5 separate regions of the Mus musculus genome follow, and regions 2, 3, 4 and 5 are each linked to region 1. The links are chromatin contacts, called in public HiChIP or PLAC-seq and promoter capture Hi-C maps. All regions are on one chromosome and are shown on one strand. Each heading gives the region's core, a stretch centred on a gene start, on an enhancer-like site or on the middle of the called end of the contact. The rest is flanking DNA. Distances are from core to core; before and after follow the strand shown.

Region 1 (3,808 bases), core at 426-2,925:
CTGGAATTGAACTTGGGCCCTCTGTAACAAGTGTTCTTAACGGCTGAGCTATCTCTCCAGGCACTAATGGTGTTTTTAAATTTGAATTTAGTTTTCGACAGGGTCTCACTGTGTAGCCTGGGTGGTCTGGAACTCTCTATGTAGACCAGATTGGCCTCAAACTCAGAGATCTGCTTGCGTCTGCCTCCTTAAAACTGGGATTGAGGGCATGTGCTATCACTCCTGGCTTACATGCAGTTTTCTTTTGTAATATATGTTAACATATGGCTGCTTAATATTTGTCAGAGAAACCGAAAAAAAAATTAAATAATACTAAATGTTGACAAATTTAATAGATTTAGTGATAGGACCTTAACTTACTTATTTCAATAAGTACTTCATTAATGAAAGTCAGAGTAAGATTTTTATATGGTAGTAATTTTGTTTGTTTGAGACAGGTTCTAGATAGTCCAACTTGGCCTTTTTTCTTTTTTTTTAGGTCTTCATGAGCTGAGCTACTCATGATCCTGAAACACATGATTCTCCTACTTCAATCTCTGAAGTTCTAGACCAGCCTGGTTTACAAAGTAAGTTCTAGGACAACAAGGGCTGTTACACAGAGAAACCCTGTCTTTTTTGTTGTTTTGAGTCAGGGTTTCTCTGTGTAGCCCTGGCTGTCCTGGAACTCACTCTGTAGACCAGGCTAGCCTTGAACTCAGAGATCCACCGGCTTCTGCCTCCCAAGTGCTGAGATCAAAGGCATGTACCACCACCTCCTCCTGAAAACCCTGTCTTAAAAAAACAAAAGCAACAAAAAAATTAGTATTATCTATTTTAAGCTCAGCATAATGGCTCATGTCTTTAATCACAGAACTTCCAAGGCAGAGGCCTCTGAGAGTTCAAGGTCAGCCTGGTCTACATAGTGAGTTCCAGGACGGCCAGAACGACATCATAAGACCCCGTCTTAACGTCCCTGCCCCCAAATAGTATTATCTATTTTATATAATACTGTGGTATTTTCAAATAGTATTATTTTACATAATATTATATGTGTACCTCCTGATATATATGGTATGTGGTAAAACCAGGGAAACTCCTTTAATAAGAGCATCTGGCCATTTCCTCTTCCACAACCCTATCGGTTTTTATATCCGTGTCTTCCTTCAGTTCACTTTCTGCTCTAAATTAAGAATATTTCACTTAAGGTAACTTTGTGCTTTCTCGGAGACGTGTGCAATTATAAGACATTTATGAGGGTTGCTCAGTGGGGACAGCCTGAGACCCTAGTCAGGATCCCAACCAGAGAACTGCGGCAAATGCCTAGCCTGCTTCCTTAGCGACTTCCCCCTTTCACTAGCTCCTGTGCGGTGCGTGGTCGCCGCTCCTGTCTTCGAGTGACCCCGAAATTGGCTTTTCTGGGTCAGTACCTACGGCCGACTTGGCCTCCACCACCTGAGTCCTTAACAAAGTTCTCCAGTCCAAGGAATGGGTAGTGCCTCTCCCCTAACCGTGAACACGTGCGTGAGACCCGCGGCCATAGGGGCGGAGTCCACAAGCGCTGGGGGCGGAGTCAGTGGGGGCGCGGTCAGTAGGGGGCGGAGGGGGCGGGGCTCGAGCTAACGGTCGGGGACTCCAGGCGGTTCGCCCACCGGGCTGTGGGAAGGCCTAGAGCGTGACCGGCGTCAGGTGGAACCCCGTGGGTCACCTAGCGGGCCCGGAAGTATCCGGTGAGCCGCGACCCAGACTGCCTGTTTCGGCATCCGGCCGGCGGCGCGGGACCGCGCTCCGGTTCTGAGAGCTGGTGCCTGAGCTGAGGGGAAACTCGCGCGGGGTCGCACGCGCCGACGTCCCCAAGGTTCTCCGCGGTGCGCGCGGCCCTCGGTCTGTCAGGTCCCTTCCAGTCAAGACTCACTCATTCGTGTCTCTTCTGCCCTGCCCGGTTGCTTCTTGTCAGGTTCTACCCTGCCTGTCCACTCCTGTCAGCTCCCTCCCAGCCCGTCCATTTCCTGTCAGGTTTCTCGCTGTCACGGTCCCAGGTTGTTAGTGTCCCAGGTCAGCGTGTCTCTCGAGGTCAGAGCCGTACTGTCAGGTTCCATTCCGGCAGATGGCTCCCATGGAGTTGCTTACCCTCCACATCCTCACCCTGTCAGGCTCCCCAGGACAAGAATGAATCCCGTAGGCAGGCAGGGGTGGTTGGTGCACTCCTTTAACCCCAGGCATGCAAGAGGGGAGGCAAAGGCAGGCAGATCGTGGAGTTCCAAATCAGCGAGTTCCAGGGCCGCCAGAGCAACACAGAGAATCCTTGTTTCGAAAAACAAAACAAACAAAATTCCAGAGACAGGCCTTTTTAGTTGTTTGTTTGTTTGTTGAAACAGGCTCTCCCTACGTAGCTCAGGTTAACCTTGAACTTGTGATTCACCTGCCTCTGCCTCCTGTGTTTGGATTACAAGCCAGCACCACTCCAAGCATCAGAGGAAATGGAGAAAAATGTTCTCTTTCTCCTCTCCCTGCTTACCTTTCTCTTCCTTTCTTTCTCCTTTCCTCCTTCCTTTTCATCTTCCCGGAATTGTCTGGTTCTTTCTTTCCTTTCAAATCCTTCCTCCATCCCTCCCTTCTCGAGACAGGGTCTCAGGTAGCCCAGGGTGGCTTCAAAAATTCACTATGTAGCTGAGGTTAGCCTTGAACTCTTGATTCTCCTACCTTCACTTTCCAAATGCTGAGATTGCAGGTATATGTCACCATATCTAGCTGGAAGAGAGGTTTTAAGGAGGAAGGGAGCCTGTCAGTTCTCAAGGATAGGGACAGGATATATCAGAAGCCTACATGCAGTATGTATGTATATCATATAGGATCCAGGAGGATAGAGTATGTAAAATATATATACATATATAATATGTTATATATATGTTAAAACATCTATATAAAATGAGTAAAACATATATAATACATATATTCCTACAGATTACTTTCCCTGACCTCATGTCCCACTTGTTTCCCCTTACTTCTACCTATAACACCCCCTGGTTACCACTGTTCTTTTCATTATATCCAGGATTTTGCCTTTTCCAGAATGACACACAGTTGGAATAATCAGAAACATGTTAAAATACTGAGTGGGAATGGAAAGATGACTCAAGGGATGAGTGCTTAGAACAAAGGGATGCAGATGTGATGAATTTGGATCCTAGCACCCACATAAAAGTGAGGCATGACTGCACTTGTGGGGGTTGGAGATAAGAGATCACTGGTACTTGCTAGCCTTCAGTCCGTCTGGCTTTAGTTTCAGTGAGAGGCTCTGTTTCAAAGAAATAAGGCAAAGAGAAATAGAACTGGCTTCTTCCTCTGGCCTTTGTGTACATTCATGTACACACATGTGCATATAAACTATACATACCGCACATGATGATGATGTAAAGATGTCAGGTGCCACGATGGATGTGTAGAGGTCAGAGGACAAGTTTTGGGAGTGGACTCTCTCCTTGCATCATGTGATTTCTGGTGATCAGATTCAGGTTGCCAGTCTTGGTAGCAAGAGCCCTTACTCAGTGAGCCATCTTATTGACCACCCCCTAAATTTTTATGTTTAAAATTTTTATTTATTTATTTTTTTGACAAAAGCAGTGCTAGGTACTACCATAGAAAGTTACTAACACTTTCCCCAGTGTGGTAGCCAGGAGGTCAGCTTTCTAATGGACAACTCAAGAGTGTTTGGAAGAAAGGAGACTTGTTGCACTAAGAGAAACAAATCCTAGTCTTATAAAACATTGTTACAAAACTTGTGGTTTGTGGTGAGAGGTTGCAAAGATACCCTGTATAGAAATAACATCAT
Region 2 (3,719 bases), core at 184-2,683, 280 kb after region 1:
ATTGCATCCTCATATTTATGAGGCCCTTTATTCTCGTACTCTCAAACAGTGCATGCTATTTAAAGAGACGTTTCCAACTCCCAGGGTAGTGCATAGACCCCAGAACAAGAGAGCTGGGAAAGGAAAAGGCCACCATGGGCGTCAGGGAGGTAACACTCTGCCCTTTGCTGCTCTGTGCCTCCTCTGGTCTCCCGGACATCCCAGCCAGAGTCTCCTGCACTGTCCGAAAGGCCCTGACCACCTCAGCCGTTAAGACAGAACTCAGCCACATGTTCTCACACTTCTTGTTTTCCTTATTAAGTAATATTTCTTTCTAACCAAGGAAAAATGACTTGCTTTGATTAGGATACCCATCTTTCATCCTTCAGCCACATGTAATGGCAGAGAAGGAGCCTCCAGCCACGGGAGTGACTTCTTGTGAAGGAAGCCACAGACAGAGTCTAAGCTGAACAGTGGAGCTCTGTAGCGTTGCTTGTCAGGGTGGGCAGGAGGTGCAGGTTCCCTGCTGCCACCCTCAGCATGGACGGACACAACCTCCCCTCACCTAACCACTGGAAGGTGACAGAAAAATAACAAGACTTACGTTTGACGGTGCCTCGGGACTCCTGGAAACCTGCTGATTCCGAGCCCCATCCTAGAACCTCACAGTCATGGGTGTCCACCTGCCCAGTTCGAGTCCCAGGGCTTGTGACTCCCTTACCCCTGTCCACCAGCCAGCAAGACTTCCACAGCCCCACACTCCGCTTGCGTCCGTCCTCCAGCGTCTGGTACACCCAATTGGGGGTGAAGGCTGCTGCGTTGTTGAGGATGAGGGAGACCAGGGCCACCAGCACAGCGGTGGCCACAAGCTTCTGGAGAGTCATCTCTGACTTCCAGGACTGTCTATCTCGGAGAGTTCCAAGTCCCAGTCAGCCGCTGTGCATCCAGAGAAAGCCAAGATGCTGCTAGGGGTGGCTAGAGGACATCAGCACTCATCCTTGGGAAGCTATGCGGCAGCTCCAGCCCGGCACAGGAGGATGTCGCCCATGGGACGGGTCCAAGAGAGCTACTCACAGCCCTGTCTTAGCCTGCCTCTTGAGCCTGGAGCAGGGACAAGCCTGTGCTGAAGCTGGTCTCCCCAAGACCCATTCCAGGGAGAAATCTGGGGCACTGGCTGCACCAGCGAGAATCCAGAGTTGTAAGTGGGTCGTCTTCTTTGGAACAGAGGCCAGGGAGGCTGTGTCCACAGTGCCTCTTGCCTACAGCAGTGGAAAATGGACAGCAACTCGGGAGGCAGGCACAGCGTGGGAATCAGCCAGGTTACGCGCCTCAGAACGGGCTGTGGGAGCCAGTCTGATGGAGGAACAGGGTTGTGGACGCAGTGTGGGTTTGGCCACCTCTCTGCTATGTATCCCGTCTTGGTATCTCTGCCACAAATGGCAGGTCCTGAAAAGCAGAACGCCTGCCACAAGGAAGCATGTGTATGCGCGTATGTGTGTGAGCTCCCGTTTCCCTGTCTCTCAGCAGAGAGGAAATGGTTGTTTTTGAGGCTGTTTTTGGTGAGCAGGAGGGCGTAGCCAACTGCAACAAATAGCAGCCCTGCCACAGAGCCAGACACTAACAGGATGTGCTTCCTGATGGGAAAGGCCTGGGGAGACTTCAGAGGCCTGCTCCAGCCCACCACTGGCTGCCCCTCCCCATCTTCCTGTCCCATAGGAATAGTCAGGGATGCCAGCCAGGACACTCATCTTCTTACCTGTTGCCGTCAAACCTAGCCAGCTGTGCTAGGTCCCGGACCAGGGGATGCTGCAGACAGCACGGGCAGGCAGAATCCTCAGGGACTAGGTGTCCATCCATCCATCCATCCATCCATCCATCCATTGCCTAAGGCATGATAGGTGCTGTGAATCCCCAATGTCTAAAGCAGTGGTTCTCAGTCTGTAGGTCATGACCTCTTTGGGGGTCAAATGACCCTTTTACACGGGTCACCTGAGACCATCAGAAAACACAGATATTTGCATTAGAATTCATAACAATAGCAAAATTACAGTTGTGAAATAGCAACAAACTAATTTTATGGTTGGGGGTCACCACAACATGTGGAACTAATGGCAGGACAGAGTAAGGTGTAGAGGCACCTGAGGCAGGCCACCATCTGCTGACAGAGATCCATTCACCTCAAGGGAGCAAGTGTACTCAGACCTTACAAGGAAGGGGAACCTTGAGGAACCTCTGCAAGGGGTTGTTCTTGGGCTGGCAAGAAAAGGTGGGATTCTGTAAGGGGTTGTGCCACCAAGCAGGCTGGATAGCTGATGTGACTTCTGAGCAGCCAAGTTTGCTTACTAGCAAAGTGCTCGCTCCCCTGAGGCTGGACAGAGCGACTGTACATTTGCTCTCCTTCCTCATAGCGCTTCAGCTCTGGTAAATAAAAGCCACCAGGTCTGAGACTGTGTCCCGCCTCCAGAGCCTCCCACCAGGGTTCCAGAGCTGCATAAATGAACACAAGAACGCAGGAGCTGTGGGCTGAACCATCTCAAACACACGTACTGCACCGCACCGCACCGGGCAGGATTGGGACAGCCTGGTGCTGACTAGTGCACTGGCCGGGACAGGCCGGAACCGACCTTTCCTGTCTTCATGAACTGACATGCTGGGCCACCCCCTACTTCCTAGTGTGGCTGCCTTCAATCACACGTTCCCATATATAGTCAGGCTCCTGGCACTCCTTAAGTTTACATTCCAAAAGGCAAGGACTCTGTCTCTGTCCAGCCTTTTGACTGTCAGCAGTTCTGAGAATGTAAGTCCTCTGAGGAATAATATGATTTTTCACCCTCAAGTTTGTAGCAAGTGTCATTGTGGCTTATTTATATTTTTTATTCTTATTGCTCAGGGCCTGAAGGAAATTTACGCTTCATTCCAGGTCTCTGGGCCAGCCTCCCTGTGGGGTATGTTCTAAGTAGGAGGGACTTGACAAGCCGTGTGGGGTGCCATCTACCCTCAGCTTGTGCTATGACTCCGAAGGCACTTAAGTGGTACAGCTGTCATTGTTTCTGCCTGTGCCTCCCCCCAGAGGCAGAATTAGGGTGCAACATCTCCTACACAACACTTCAGAGATGAAATATTTGAAAGGAAGGTCTCCCAAAGTCTCCGTTAAGAGAACATCTATTTTCCTCCTTTATTTTTTGGGTGGTTAGTAAATGGCTAATTCCCGGTGAGAACCGAGAAGCTGTGTTAAGATTCTCTAACTCTCAAACTGATGACATCCTCCTGTCTCAGCATTGTACAGCTGGCCCTGAAGGCTGCAGGACACGTGTGGGCATCTCAGGGAGGGAAGGCCCTTGCACCAGTTCTGGCTTTGACTTTCCTGAGCTGGGTGGGGAGGAAACCAGGGCCCTGATCCCCACCTGTGCTTCTAGGAACTTTTATTTGCAGGTGTCTGTCCCCTAAACCATCTGCCTATCTGTGTAGGAGGGGAAGCAGGGAGAGATGGACTTAGGAGGGTCCTCTCGTGAGATATGAAGCTCCTGTGTAGGAGGGGAAGCAGGGAGAGATGGAGTTAGGAGGGTCCTCTCTTGAGATATGAAGCTCCGGTGTGGCTGGTAGGAAATCTCTCACCCAGAGGGTTGACCTTTCTGCTGTCTGTTGCCCTGAGTCAGACCTTACATTGTTACTGGAGCTGCATGCTCATCCAGCCCCCACCCCCAGCACTGTGCCACCGCCATGGATTCTCAAGCACACAC
Region 3 (4,201 bases), core at 1,028-3,527, 270 kb before region 1:
GCACCCTGAACAGGGGTGCAAACCAAGCAGCCCTACAAACCAAGAGGAGGAGGGGGAGGCCATGACAGGCAAGGAGACCCGTTTTCATGCCTCTCCTCCTCCCTCTGGTACTTCAGCCTTTACTTCACCCTAGACTCTTATAACCTAGAGGGCTTAAGGAGACCTACAGTCTTCCAGGCCTGTATAGGATAAAGAACAGGTCCCACTGGAGGGAGCCCCTTTTCCTGTCTCCAGAAATGGGCCTTCCTCCCAACCCCCTGCTAACTGGGTCAAATTAAAGGGTGAGAAAAAATGCAAATTCAGGATTTGCCAAGAACACACCAACACCTCAGCACATGAGATTCAGACTGGGTGGGGGTGGGGATGGGCTTTAACACTAGCACTCGAGACCCTGCCTGGGATCCTAAGGAGGTCTCCATATGCAAATGCAGGGATCTCCTGAGTGAACAGGCCTTAGGTTTTCTCTCGCTGTCACTATCCTGGAGCACAGCATCAACCCCTGGGATGAGAAAACGGCTTCCGCTGAATGCAGGCACTACCCTGGGTATTAGGAGGCTTCCCAGGACCCCCGGACTCTCAGGGGTGGGTGGCAGATGCTTTGGTAGCTAAGCTCCACCCCCTGGGCCTATGGACATGTCAGGAGATTGAGAATCCACAGCCAAGGGTACTAGGAGGACTATGTATAGGAACCATAGCACAGTGGGACCCAGTCAGAGCTCGGGACACCGGCCTCTACTCTCACCCGGAAGTCGATGCCCACAGTGGAGATGAAGGTACCAGCCAGGAAAGCCCCATCCTTGAAGCGCACAAGCAGGCAGGTCTTCCCCACACCGGAATCCCCCACCAGCATGACCTAGAACAGGCAGGAGGATCAGAGGATTCAGGCTTGGAGCCGAGGGCCTTGCCCACCTAGAGATGCTTCTGATCTGCCTTGAGCTGTGGGGGAGGCAGGAGAGGAAATGAGTATCCCAGGCCTGTAGGTTCAGCAGTGTGGACCCCAATAGCATGGATGCCCAGCTTCTCTCTCCCCCTCCCCACCCTCACCCCCGTTCACCCCCTATCACCTCTCCCTCCAACAATGCTGCCTCAGTCACAGAGAGTGAGGACAGCTGTCCCCATCCAGGACCTTACCTACCCCTCCTCCATGGACAACATGCTTGATCTGGGAGGGCAGCATTTGGGGCCTATGGGGAGCAGAGCCATGGGAGTGCAGCTGGAAGCTCCTAAGAGACCTTTGGGGACTCAGTATTGGGGGCCTCTTCGAATTCCAGCAAAGACACAAATCTCAGCAGCAAGGTTCGGAAGAGGTGTGACAGCTTTTGAAGTGAAGAGGGGGTAGGGATATCTGTGGGCCTGAGGGCCAGACCAGTGAAGTCTTTCCCACCCACATGATCCCTCAGGCCAATGTTTCAGGACCCAGTGATGGCCCTGCCTTCGGAGGTCAATTCACCTAGGCTTCAATTTTGTTCTGGTCTAGGGTGGCCTTGTTCTCTTCTCTCCCAGAAAAAGGACACTTACAGCCCCTTGGGGGGGTGAGGGAAGGCAGCATATGGATGGGAAATGATGAGACAGGAGCACCGGTAGGGGCCATAGATCCCAGAGGGACAGCTTCAAAACTCTGATCTTGCTTGGCCTTGCAGTAGATGGAGTGGGGGTAGGGCCCTGCCAGCTGTTGAATACCCCAGACCCTAGTCTAATAGTTGTGTTTGTGTGTGTGAGAGAGTGTACGCGCGCGCTCGTGCACGCACGTAGGGTCGCGTGACAATGTAAGGTACTGCCGTGCCATCTGCAAGGTGCTGTGCCAATTCAGCGCCGAGGGTCTGCAAGGCCCTGCACTCTTCCCCAGCGGCAGTCTAGGATCCAACGCCACCTGCTGCATTCCCATGGCGGGGAGGTGCCTGGCTCACCTTGAAAGCAACATCGTAGAAGTCTCCAGTGCTACCAAGTGAGGGCCGGATGGACTGCGGGGGCCCATTGGGCGGTGCCTCTGGGCCAGGGCGCACAGTCCTCGGATGTGCCAGACGTGGCCCATTGGTGGCGGCGGCGGCGGCGGGCAGCGTAGAGGTAGCCGGCTCACTCCCCCCCTTGCTCTTGGGGGTCTTCTTCCTGGACATGGTTCTCAGTGTGCTCCTGCTGCTACCGCTGTGTCCCGGGTTGTCCCACGCCCCGTGCCCGCCAAGACCGACTCGGACCCGAACCCGTCCCGCAGCGGCAGCGGCGGCGGCAGTAGCAGCAGCATCTCCAGCACTCAGTGCCTGCCCCGCCCCCGCGTCCCCACAGGCGGCGCAGCCATTCAGGCCCAGCCTCCCGCCACCACTGCCAATGGTCGCTCTGAGGCGGAGCCATGCAAATAAGTCTGTCGCTCCAGGGGCGGGGTCAAGAGGTCCCAAGAAGGCCTTAGGTGTGCATCCCAGGAGCATGCTCCAAGTGCACTGTGCTCAAAGGGCTCCAGTTGTCCAGTGAAGGAAGCACCAGGATCCTGTGTCCTCTCTTTGCCCCAGTCTTCAATGTCCCAGGTCAGTAACCTAGCTCAATAGACTAGTCCATGGACCTGGGACTACGATGTGTTCTGAGATGAGGATGCTGGGGCAGATGGCTTGCATGAATAGGCAGCCTGAGATTCAGGGTTTTTGTTTTTGTTTTTCTATCAGAGATACCAGCCATCTGACTACTTGTCCTCAATGCTATTCCCTCCAGGATAGGCAAATTTAAGAAGCTCCAACACTCATGCTTCACAAACAATCCCTGCTGCACCGAGCACTCTGGGCTCAGCTGATCAGAGGCATAACGGGCACGCTGTTCTTCCTCACGTATTTTTTTTTTTTAAGATTTATTTATTTGTTATGTGTACGTACACTGCAGCTGTCTTCAGATACTCCAGAAGAGATCGTCAGATTTTGTTAGGGATGGTTGTGAGCTACCATGTGGTTGCTGGGATTTGAACTCAGGACCTTCATAAGAGCAGTCGGTGCTCTTAACCACTGAGCCATCTCTCCAGCCCCATCTTCCTCACATATTTTGCCACCTGGGTTGAAGTACGGATATCTAAAGTGAGAAAGAAGTAGTTATCACAGCCAGCCAGCATCAGGCCTTCAGAGATAACCAAGGCATAGGTTAGGGTTAGGATTAGGGTTAGAGGTCTGCCCTGACAGCCTAGAAGATTGGAGGTCCCTTCCTAGAATTGACTGGCCCATGGTCTTTCCATCCTAGGTTCTCATCCAAGAGAGGTCTGTGTTGATTTTCTAAACCCCAAACTGGTTCAGGACCTGGTATACCCTTCTCCTGATTCTGACCCTGCTGCTTTACCTATGCTGACTGGAGGATTTCTGTCCAAAGCCCCTCACCTAAGACACTCCAGTCAGGAGAAAGAAAGTCAGAGTTAAGGACAGTGGATGCTGGAGGGTGGTGCCTTTGAGACCCAGTATTTCTTGGTGTTCCTCTGGAATGGCCTAGCTGTTCTCCAAGATGTGATCATTGTCACCAAAACTCTGCGTTTCTTGACGGCCTTCTAAACTTTCTCAGTTGGCAGAGAGCAGAGCATGAAGAACTCCCTACCTCTGTGGCTCAAAGCCTCCTCCTATCTCTTTCAGGCCAATTTCCAGATCTGTATACATCCTGACCCAGAGTGGGGGTACTGGGCTCTCACTTTTGCATTCCCTGAGGACTTCAGTATCCCGTCCTCACAAGGCCAACCTCAGCATGATTGGCCCAGGATCTCAGCTGAGAACCTCAACAGCCTGTGCCTATCGCCCTAGGAAGTAGACCATGTAACCTCCTTCCAGCTACTGCCTAGAATCCGTCCAGTACAGGGCATACACATAGAGTTCAAGTTTGGACGTTCTAGGCAGGAGCTGCAAGGAGGAGATTCAGGTTGAGGGCAGTGAAAACAGTGCAGGCATCTAGAAGGAGAGAGAGGGAACAGGCAAGCCAGAGAAAGTGGGAGGAGAGCAGAGGAGGGGCGCCTCTGACAGCAGAGGAGACAGACTTGCTTTTAAAAGGAGGAACATTTACATAAAATCCAGGTCTCTGCTTTCTCCCGAGAAGCCTCAGGCCCCACACTTCTGCTCCTCTTTGATCACTATATCTCAAGGCTCCTCTGCTCCCATCCGTTTCTCACTCTGGAATGGGAGCTTTTCTGGGAGCAGGAAGCAGCTTGTCTCGGTCACAGCCATATCCCTGGCAGCCAGCTCCTGGCCTCAGT
Region 4 (4,011 bases), core at 230-2,729, 330 kb before region 1:
CCTTAGGAGAAATGGTTGTGAAGTTTAGCTCTTTCTCCACAAGCTTGAGGTCAGTGAAAAGGGAAGGAAAGTCTGGCCCCCTAGCCTCAAGGCAAGGCTAGCTCTCTGATGTAATTCTATTCTGCTTTCTACCTTCCCTCCATCGCCCGCTCAACCCCTCTTGCACTAAGACTAACTGATTGCAGAATAGCCTGCCCACAGACAATCCCCTGGCCTGCCCACTCCCCGGGCAGCCGTCCTCTTCAGCCCAACACACAACACCACCTGAGGTCCCAGATGCGAGCTGTGCAGTCCTCGCCACCTGTATACATCCAGCGACCATCCTCGTGAAAGCCCACTGATGCAATGTTCTTACTGACTCCGTCATAACTGATGATGGGGTTGGGGTTATTGGAGTTGAGATCATACATGCGGATATGTTGGTAACCTAGGGACACAGGGGGAATTGAAGCATGGGTGTGCCAGGTAGAACTACGGCCAGTAAAGGGTCAGAGGTCGAGAATCTCAGGTACCTGCAGCAGCAATCATGCTTCGGTCCGGAGTAATCTCCAATGCATTTACCTGCTGAGCATGTTAAGGATAACAGGAAGAGAACCCAGAGAGGGAAACCTTGGGGCTACAAGGCCATCAAGACCTCCACCACCTGGCCTGAGTTTCCCCAAACACATATCATTCATACTTAATTCTGGCCAGCACCATCCTGCTGCCAAGAGGAGGATACAGAGTCCTGATGCTGCACTGTTCGAGTGCAGATTCCACTGTGAGCCTGCCAAAAGCGCACCGTGTGGTCATAGCCTGCAGTTGCTAAGATGACAGGGTCACTGCCCACTGTGCCTGGGGTGGTATTCATTGTTTGATGGCTGGAGAAAAAAAATGAGACCTGCACTGGGCCAAGAGGTGATAAGTAAGGTCCAAAGGTCAAAACGTTTGGAGAGAAAAGATGTACGCATAACAATCTGCACACTACAGTGTACCGGTATTAACTTCACTTTAAAACTAAGAAAAATAAGAGTGTTCAGGGTCACGCTGACAGTCTCAAAAAAAAAGACTCCGGCTACTTTGCTCCCGGGAGAGTGTTCCTTCAGCTTCACCCTCACGCTTGGAGACGCCACCTCGCCAGCAGCCAGCAGGAGGCAGTCACACGCAGAAGGCCATCGCCCGGGCGCCGTCTCTCGCAAGGGTAGGCAACGCATGCGCATGGCGACTAAGGAAAAGCCCGGCACTGCTGCTGCTGAGCATGCGTAGTTGACCGGCACTGGGATCGGATGGGTGGGGGCGCTATCTGGCAGGACCCCCGCGCTCCCCAGTGCTCTGCACACCGCCCTGGCTCTGTGTTACCGGCCCGATTACCCCGACCGCACTCTCCTAGCCACCCAGTGGTCGGTAGCAGCCCTCATCCCGTGTCCCCCGTACCTTAACACACGCTCTGCACTCTGCCTTAGTCCAGGACGGCGAGGCGAGGAGGAGCTAGTCGATAGAAGCCGGGCCGAGCGTAGAGCTATCGATAGTAACTCCGGGCGAGACCATGGGTCCGGGGAGTGGGGGAGTTGAAAGGGATACCAGAGTTCTGAGACGAAGAACTCCAGAAGTGATCGTGCTCAGAATGGCCATCAGCCGCGACGCCACCCTTCAACTCACTGGGAACTACAGCCATGGTACTGCTGCCTATTTTCCAGACTTGGCTCCCAGAAGGAATTACACTGTCGTCGTCCCTCCACCCCCCGCAGACATACACAATCACCTACCCTACCAACCAAGCTAGAATTTCTAGGTAATGCAAAATTTTCAGATAAAAATCATTTTTTCTTTTCTTTTTTCCTTCCTTCCTAGCTTTTCTCTCTTTCCTTCTTTCTTTCTTTCTTTCTTTCTTTCTTTCTTTCTTTCTTAATTTCTTAATTTCTTAATTTCTCTCTCTCTCTTTTTCTTTTAGTATAGGCATATCTCAAACACTGTACTAAAAGAATTACTTTCTTACAAGAAGTTTGAATGCAACTGGGCAGTCTGTTACTTCTATTTGCTTTATCTGGTAGCCATAGTCTAGACCCTTTCAGCCTGATCCTGAGGGCACATAAGCTAGCCCAGAAACTCGTTTAAAACTGCAGACTCTCATGCCTCCATTTTTTAAAATTTTTAATAATACTTTTTATTTAACCCAATATATAAAAATATTCTTTTAACACATTCAACATAAATATTTTGTGCTTTTTTATTTTAAACTGAAATATAGTGTGCATCATGTTCTTGTGAATAGTTTCAATTTAGACTAGATAGATACATTACAAGCACTCAACAGCTTTATGTGTCTACTAAATAACATTGAACAGATAGGTGTAGAACATCTGATTCAAGAACAGCAAATTAGCCGGGTGGTGGTGGCGGCGCAGCCTTTAATCCCAGCACTTGGGAGGCAGAGGCATATAGGAGAGAATAATATTTATATTCCTAGCTGGGGAAAGCCTAGCTGGAATATAAATATTATTCTCTCCTATATTACATCCCAACTGCAGTTTCCTCTTCCTCCCCTCCCCCAAGCCTCTCCTCTCCTCTCTCCTCTCTCCCAGATTCACCCCACCACCACCACCACCAAGTACTTCCCCTCAGGAAAGAGCAGGCCTCCCAGGGACATCAACCAAACACACACAAGCTACAATAAAACCAGGCACATACTATCACTTTAAAGCTGAAAGAGGCAACCCAGCAAGAGGAGAAGGATCTCAGGCAGCAGAGTCAGGGACAGCCCAGCCCTGTTAGGATTCCAGAACACCAAGCTTATATGCAGAGGACCTAGGTCAGAGCCTTAGCAGCTCTCTGACTCTGCAAGACCCCAGGAGGTCCACCGGCCCCTCTGTGTTCTTGTGGTGTTCCTGACCCCTCTAGTTCTTCTAATCCCCCCCCCCTCCTCTGCAGGACTCCAAACTCCGCCTAGTATTTGGTTGTGGCACTCTGCATCTGTCCCCATCAGTGGCTAGGTGAAGTCTCTCTGGTCTCTTGGTGACAATTCTGCTATCATGCCTCCATTTTTATTACCCAGCTCTACAAAGTTGTCCTTGCTTTCTCATGATCTCTTCCCACTGCACCAGTAGATGGGGCTGCAACCCCCTTTCCCTCTAGCCACAGAGAGGGTAAGTCCAGCTCCTTAGCCAAGGCCGGTTCCCCTGTCTACACACCCAGGTTCCTGGTCATAGACACCCTCTTCCTATATCTCTCCCCAGTCCCTGTTTTACCTCCTTAGCATATTTTTAATATGGATTTTTGGTTTGGTTGCTCTGTAGACCAGGCTAACCTCGAACTCAAGAGAACTGCCAGCCTCTACCTCCCAAGTGCTTGGATTAAATGCATGGGCACAGACTCCCTCCTAGGTGTGTTTTGTATGTTTGTTTGTTTGTTTGTTTGTTTTTCTTTTTTTTTTCGAGACAGGGTTTCTCTGTATAGCCCTGGCTGTTCTGGAACTCACTTTGTAGACCAGGCTGGCCTTGAACTCAGAAATCCGCCTGCCTCTGCCTCCTGAATGCTGGGATTTAAGGCGTGCGCCACCACGCCCGGCTGTTTGTTTTTCAATCGGGATTTCTTTGATAACGTATAGTAACTTCAAATTTACAATGTAGCCAAGAATGACCTTGAACTTCAGGTCCCCTCTCCATCTCCTGAGTACTGAGATTACAGGTGGCTGTGTCACCACACCCAGTTTTATACAGTATTGGGGATCTAACACAGGGCTTTGCACATCAAATACTAGGCAAAAATAACTTCTGTTTCAATGCTAGCTCCAGCTTCCCTCATAGCATGGGCGCGTGCGTGCGCGCGCGCGCGCGCGCACACACACACACACACACACACACACACACACAATTCCAATACTCTCCTTACAGCTAAAATTCTCTCTCCTTCAAAAGGCCTCCCTTCCCATCTCCCCCTCAGCTCTCTGGGAAAATTCCTCAAGGCCACTGCCTTTGTCACACTTGGTTGATACATTCTTTCCACCTCTTGACCCTTGTGTACTGTGGTTTACAG
Region 5 (4,166 bases), core at 68-2,567, 310 kb after region 1:
AACAAACAAACAAACAAACAAAAAAACCCTGAAATGTCCTGATGATCCTGAAAGTGCCACAGAATAAAGAATGGGCCCAGTAGAAGACAACAAGTGACCTTTAGGGCATCAGCTAGGGACAGTGGAGACTCTCTGAGTGCTGATCTGCAAGGAACCCTATTCTTCCTCCCAGCCTTCAACAAGAAGGAGTGAGGCCAGGCTAAGATGCAGGGTCCTTCCCCTTACAGTTTTAAGGTGTTGGGAACCTTCTCAGAACTTGGGCGCCCTGTTGCTCACTAACTGCTCACCCAGCAGTGCTCTCAATGGCTTCCATCAGCACCAGGAAGGCTTGGTCTGGAGGGCCATCCAGGAAGAAGCTCTCCCAAAGCCGCTCCAGCTGGCCACCGGGGGACAGCTCCAGCCAACCTGGGCTCAGCTTGCTGACCAGACATCTAAGGACGGCTGAGAAGTGGACAGTGGCAAACTCCTCCTTCTCCTCAGGAAGAACTGGATCCTCGGTTCCACCGAGGTATCGTTTCAGAGTCCCCAGGGTAGAAAGGATATGGCCAGCATCCTCTGAGGATGAAAGGATGTGAATGGCTTCCTGGACGGTGAGCCGGACAGCAGACAGGGCTGGGTCCATCCTGCAGAACAGGGCTGAGGGTCCGAGAAAAGCATGTTAGAGTGTCAAGAATTCTTCCCATGGCACCCACGATGTTAAGGGAGGAAACAGTTGGGCCGGTTCCAAATCTCAGGCCCCACCCCCCTACACACACGCACTTACTTCTGCGCTTCCAGGCGCTTCACTCACAATCTCACTCACGCTCTCCCGTCCTTCTTCCGGGTTTCCCGCCTGCCCGATGATCTGACAGAGCTTCAGTCCCGGACTGCACCGGTGCACTGTGGCTGTCTCCTCTGTCAAACCCACTGATAGTTGGATGAGTGAGTGGCTTGCCAGGGTGCAATAACTAAAACTCCTCCTCCGTCTGCAGCTCCAGGTTAGCACCCAGCCCCCTAAACACGAGGCCTTCGGCTCGTATGGGAACTGGCCATGCTGCAAGGCAGGACACTGCAGCCCCGACTGGACCAACCACTCCTACAGGGTTCCTCTGGCCAGCATGCTTCAGAGCCGAGGCCACATGCTCCCTCTTGCGCGCCGCTGATTCGCCACGGCACCAGGACCACGCGCCAGATTCAGTGTCAGCTGAGGGCAGCTGTGAATTCGAGTCGCAGAGCTCACGTGAAACCTGCACGGATATTTAGAATTTCTGGGGCTGATACAAACGCGTGGCTAGGGACGAATCAGCGGCGCGCCAACGCGCTGATGACCGCAGCATCTGCGCCTGCGCAAGAGGAGGAAGAGGCGTGGCCTAAGAGCCTACGGTGGGCAAGGCCTGAGGGCAGGACTCCGGTAGGCGTGTCCGCTCTATTGGTCCCCTGGTGACTGCTGTCTCTGTTTTCCTTAATTCTGGAGAGACTTTCCCCAGCACATTACCCCACTATGCTGCCTTGGGTCGGATGACTTTCCACTCTAGAGCACTAATCAACTCTCTAGGCGCCCTGAGGGAAACAGAATAAGGAAGCCAGGAACAGCGGATATGGCCAAGTTGTAATGCGGATGCGCTGATGTATTTGGTGGTACACAAGGGTGCACGTTTACTGCGAACACGCAAACTGCGTCTAAACTGCCCTAAATGAAACACCACTAGCTGAGTAAACACCCAGGGATCCTGACTGTCGTCTGAACTTAGCAGTGTGAAACATTCCATCATGGCAGAACTTTTCTTGACCATCCTGATCTGGAAGATACATTGAGGGAGCAACATTTCAGCGGAACTGGGTGTGGGTGGAAATCTGAGCAAGCTGTATTCATTCAACATCATCAAGCAAAATTACCCTTCCTGAGCAGGAAATGAGCCCACTCAAGGCTTAGCAGTTAGCAGAGCATACCAGGGGCCAGAGCGATTATCTTAGAGGTTAAATTACGTGTGGCTCTTGCCAAGGTCCCAAGTTCAGTTCCCAGCATCCATGGAAGTGTTACCGATCAGCCAGCCAGGATCTCTACACAAATAAAAACTGGGGTTAGTCAAAGAGAAGGTCTTCAAATGGTAGCTTTCTTTTTTTTTTTTTTTTCTCCATGTTTGGCCTCAGTGAGAGATGGCAGATGACTCCCCTAGTATTAGGGGACTGGAGGCATTGGGACCCTTAGCCCTAAAAGTATTCTAGCTCTTACGTAGGTCAGGAATCCTTGGCTCTTTCCTGTGGCTGGTGCAGCTTCCACTAAGCAGATTTGGTGATTGTAGGGACTCTTCAGCCCTACAGCTTTACAATTTTTGTGTAGACCTTCGCTCTTAATGACAGCCAGTGTTAAAATTCTTGGCCTAGGGTTGAGACCTCTTGGCTCTCTGGAACTCATCTGGCATCCAAGGCTATGCCATCTCTTCTCTGGTTTAGTCAATTATCCTCATTCAGTCTCAGTTTCTGCACTCCCCTGATGCCTTGGCTACTGCTTCCTCAGCTATGACAAAACTGACTGTCCTGTCCCTTTTGTAGCTTGGCCTGCCAATTGCTCAGCTGTCTCTGCCACCTCTTTTTTTTTCATGATAACAGCTTAGCCCACATTACTGAGAGTAGGCAAGCAAACCCTGGAGAGGAGCCTTTTACTGTACCTAAAGCTGCAACAAAAGGGAGGAGATGAGGAAAGTCTCTCCCAGAGGGAGTCAAAGCGGCTGCCTTCAAATCCTGAAAAGGGGCACTTCCTCTGCTAACAGTCTTTGCACCAGCCTCTGTAGTTCCTCAGCTAGGCCACCAGAGGACGTGTTCTTCTCAACCTGGTCGAAATGGTTGCAAAAAGCCTTGGGGCTGTATCTTCCAGACCTGAAGCAATTTGCAACCTTGTAGTTTTCTCAAGGCCCTCAGAGTTTCCTGGATAGTCAGAGCTGGCATTAGGGCAGGCCAGGAGTTGTTGACTGGCAATTCTTTTGCTAAAGCCATCCAGAATGGAAAACCTAGCAGTTGCTAGTTAAGAGCTCGTGTCACCTCAGCACCCAATATTTTTGCTTATTTTTCTGGAAATGAATACCAGAGTGCTTACAATAATAAATGTTAACAGTGCTTAGCCCCTGGCCAGTGTTCAGGCGGAGATGGGTGTCCTTATTTGTTTTAGAACAAAGGGGTGTTAGGAGGATCCAGTCTTCACTTAAAAGTAAAGGTACAGGGCTGGTGAGATGGCTCAGCGGTTAAGAGCACTGACTGTTCTTCCAAAGGTCCTGAGTTCAAATCCCAGCAACCACATGGTGGCTCACAGCCATCTGTAATGAGATCTGGTGCCGTCTTCTGGGGTGTCTGAAGACAGCTACAGTGTACTTACATATATTACATTATTTATTAATAAACAAGTTTTTTTTTAAAGTAAAGGTGCTCCGCTGGCAAGCTTGATCCCCTAAGTTCAGTCTTCAGGGCTCACTTGGTGGAAAAAGAGAACCAACTCCTCAAAGTTGTCCTCTGCCCTTCACAAGCACACACACTCATTGCTCCCACAACCACACACAAACAAGAAATGAATGTAATGGTAATTGTTCTTCAAAAAGACTAGACCTGGGAGCTGGGGAGAAGGTTTACTAGGCAAAGTGTTTGATGTACAAACATGAAGATCTGAGTTCAAATCCCCAGAACCCAATATCAAAGCCAAGTGAAGAGGCATGCATCTGTGTTGCCAAGGAGATGTAAACAAAGTCTACCCCCCTCCTTTTACAGTACTGATGATAAATAAGCTGAAGTACATTTCCACCAAAGTTGACTCTGAGGAATCAGTGAGTTTATTAGGCTTACTGACAGAGCAATGGGTGAGGGGGTATAGGCAGTAGCAGAGGTGACCTTAAAGCAGTCACACTGGAAGGTCTGCCCCCCAACAGACCCCCATGACTGTGTAGATAGAACCCTTCCCTAATTTTTTCATATCTCTATACTCTGTCCCTTCTCTGAGTCCCCCATGGCTACAATGAACTAGGGCAGACTTGCATATAACTGATTGGGAGGAGGCTGGATACTCAAGTGAGTATCCCCTGGCCCTCTCTGTCCTTCCTCTATGAGGTATCACCAAGTCCCGGGCATGATGGTCATTTCCAAGTTGATGGTGACAGATGTCTTGGAGGATAGTCCTGCACAACAATCTGTGACCCCAGAAT

What was found. Promoter capture Hi-C pulls out the DNA fragments that hold promoters and counts their contacts. HiChIP or PLAC-seq counts read pairs in DNA pulled down with a chosen protein or histone mark.
Region 2: a promoter capture Hi-C map of stem cell-derived epiblast-like cells shows a contact between it and region 1, with 2.7 times the contacts expected there. The contact joins the promoter of Tmem204 here to the promoter of Meiob in region 1. A contact is called at or near these places in 2 of 39 promoter capture datasets (embryonic stem cells and stem cell-derived epiblast-like cells), 1 of 115 datasets of contacts at active chromatin or transcription factors (pancreatic cancer cells) and 1 of 9 other capture datasets (adipose tissue).
Region 3: an H3K4me3 HiChIP or PLAC-seq map of embryonic stem cells shows a contact between it and region 1, with 10 read pairs. The contact joins the promoter of Rab26 here to the promoter of Meiob in region 1. A contact is called at or near these places in 2 of 115 datasets of contacts at active chromatin or transcription factors (embryonic stem cells and pancreatic cancer cells).
Region 4: a contact with region 1 is called in a FOXA1 HiChIP or PLAC-seq map of pancreatic cancer cells. The contact joins the promoter of Mlst8 here to the promoter of Meiob in region 1. A contact is called at or near these places in 4 of 39 promoter capture datasets (cranial neural crest, hippocampal neurons, liver and 1 more), 1 of 484 Hi-C or Micro-C datasets (liver) and 2 of 115 datasets of contacts at active chromatin or transcription factors (embryonic stem cells and pancreatic cancer cells).
Region 5: a contact with region 1 is called in an HNF4G HiChIP or PLAC-seq map of pancreatic cancer cells. The contact joins the promoter of Telo2 here to the promoter of Meiob in region 1. A contact is called at or near these places in 1 of 39 promoter capture datasets (cranial neural crest) and 2 of 115 datasets of contacts at active chromatin or transcription factors (embryonic stem cells and pancreatic cancer cells).

What each region holds. Positions count from the first base shown.
Region 1 is chr17:24,802,707-24,806,514 of GRCm38.p6, forward strand. It overlaps Meiob (meiosis specific with OB domains), which reads left to right and starts at 1,676. Exons shown (of 14, transcript NM_029197.1): 1 at 1,676-1,706.
Region 2 is chr17:25,079,681-25,083,399 of GRCm38.p6, forward strand. Tmem204 (transmembrane protein 204) reads right to left here and starts at 1,434. Exons shown (of 3, transcript NM_001001183.1): 1 at 584-1,434. The coding sequence starts at 863. The region is part of intron 18 of Ift140 (intraflagellar transport 140); the gene reads left to right.
Region 3 is chr17:24,531,470-24,535,670 of GRCm38.p6, forward strand. Rab26 (RAB26, member RAS oncogene family) reads right to left here and starts at 2,278. Exons shown (of 9, transcript NM_177375.1): 1 at 1,908-2,278; 2 at 743-853. The coding sequence starts at 2,114. Gm33508 (predicted gene, 33508) reads left to right here and starts at 2,426. Exons shown (of 3, transcript NR_169077.1): 1 at 2,426-2,516.
Region 4 is chr17:24,477,599-24,481,609 of GRCm38.p6, forward strand. Mlst8 (MTOR associated protein, LST8 homolog (S. cerevisiae)) reads right to left here and starts at 1,480. Exons shown (of 9, transcript NM_001252464.1): 1 at 1,414-1,480; 2 at 722-860; 3 at 513-564; 4 at 265-427. The coding sequence starts at 850.
Region 5 is chr17:25,114,650-25,118,815 of GRCm38.p6, forward strand. Telo2 (telomere maintenance 2) reads right to left here and starts at 1,318. Exons shown (of 21, transcript NM_001163661.1): 1 at 764-1,318; 2 at 288-636. The coding sequence starts at 622.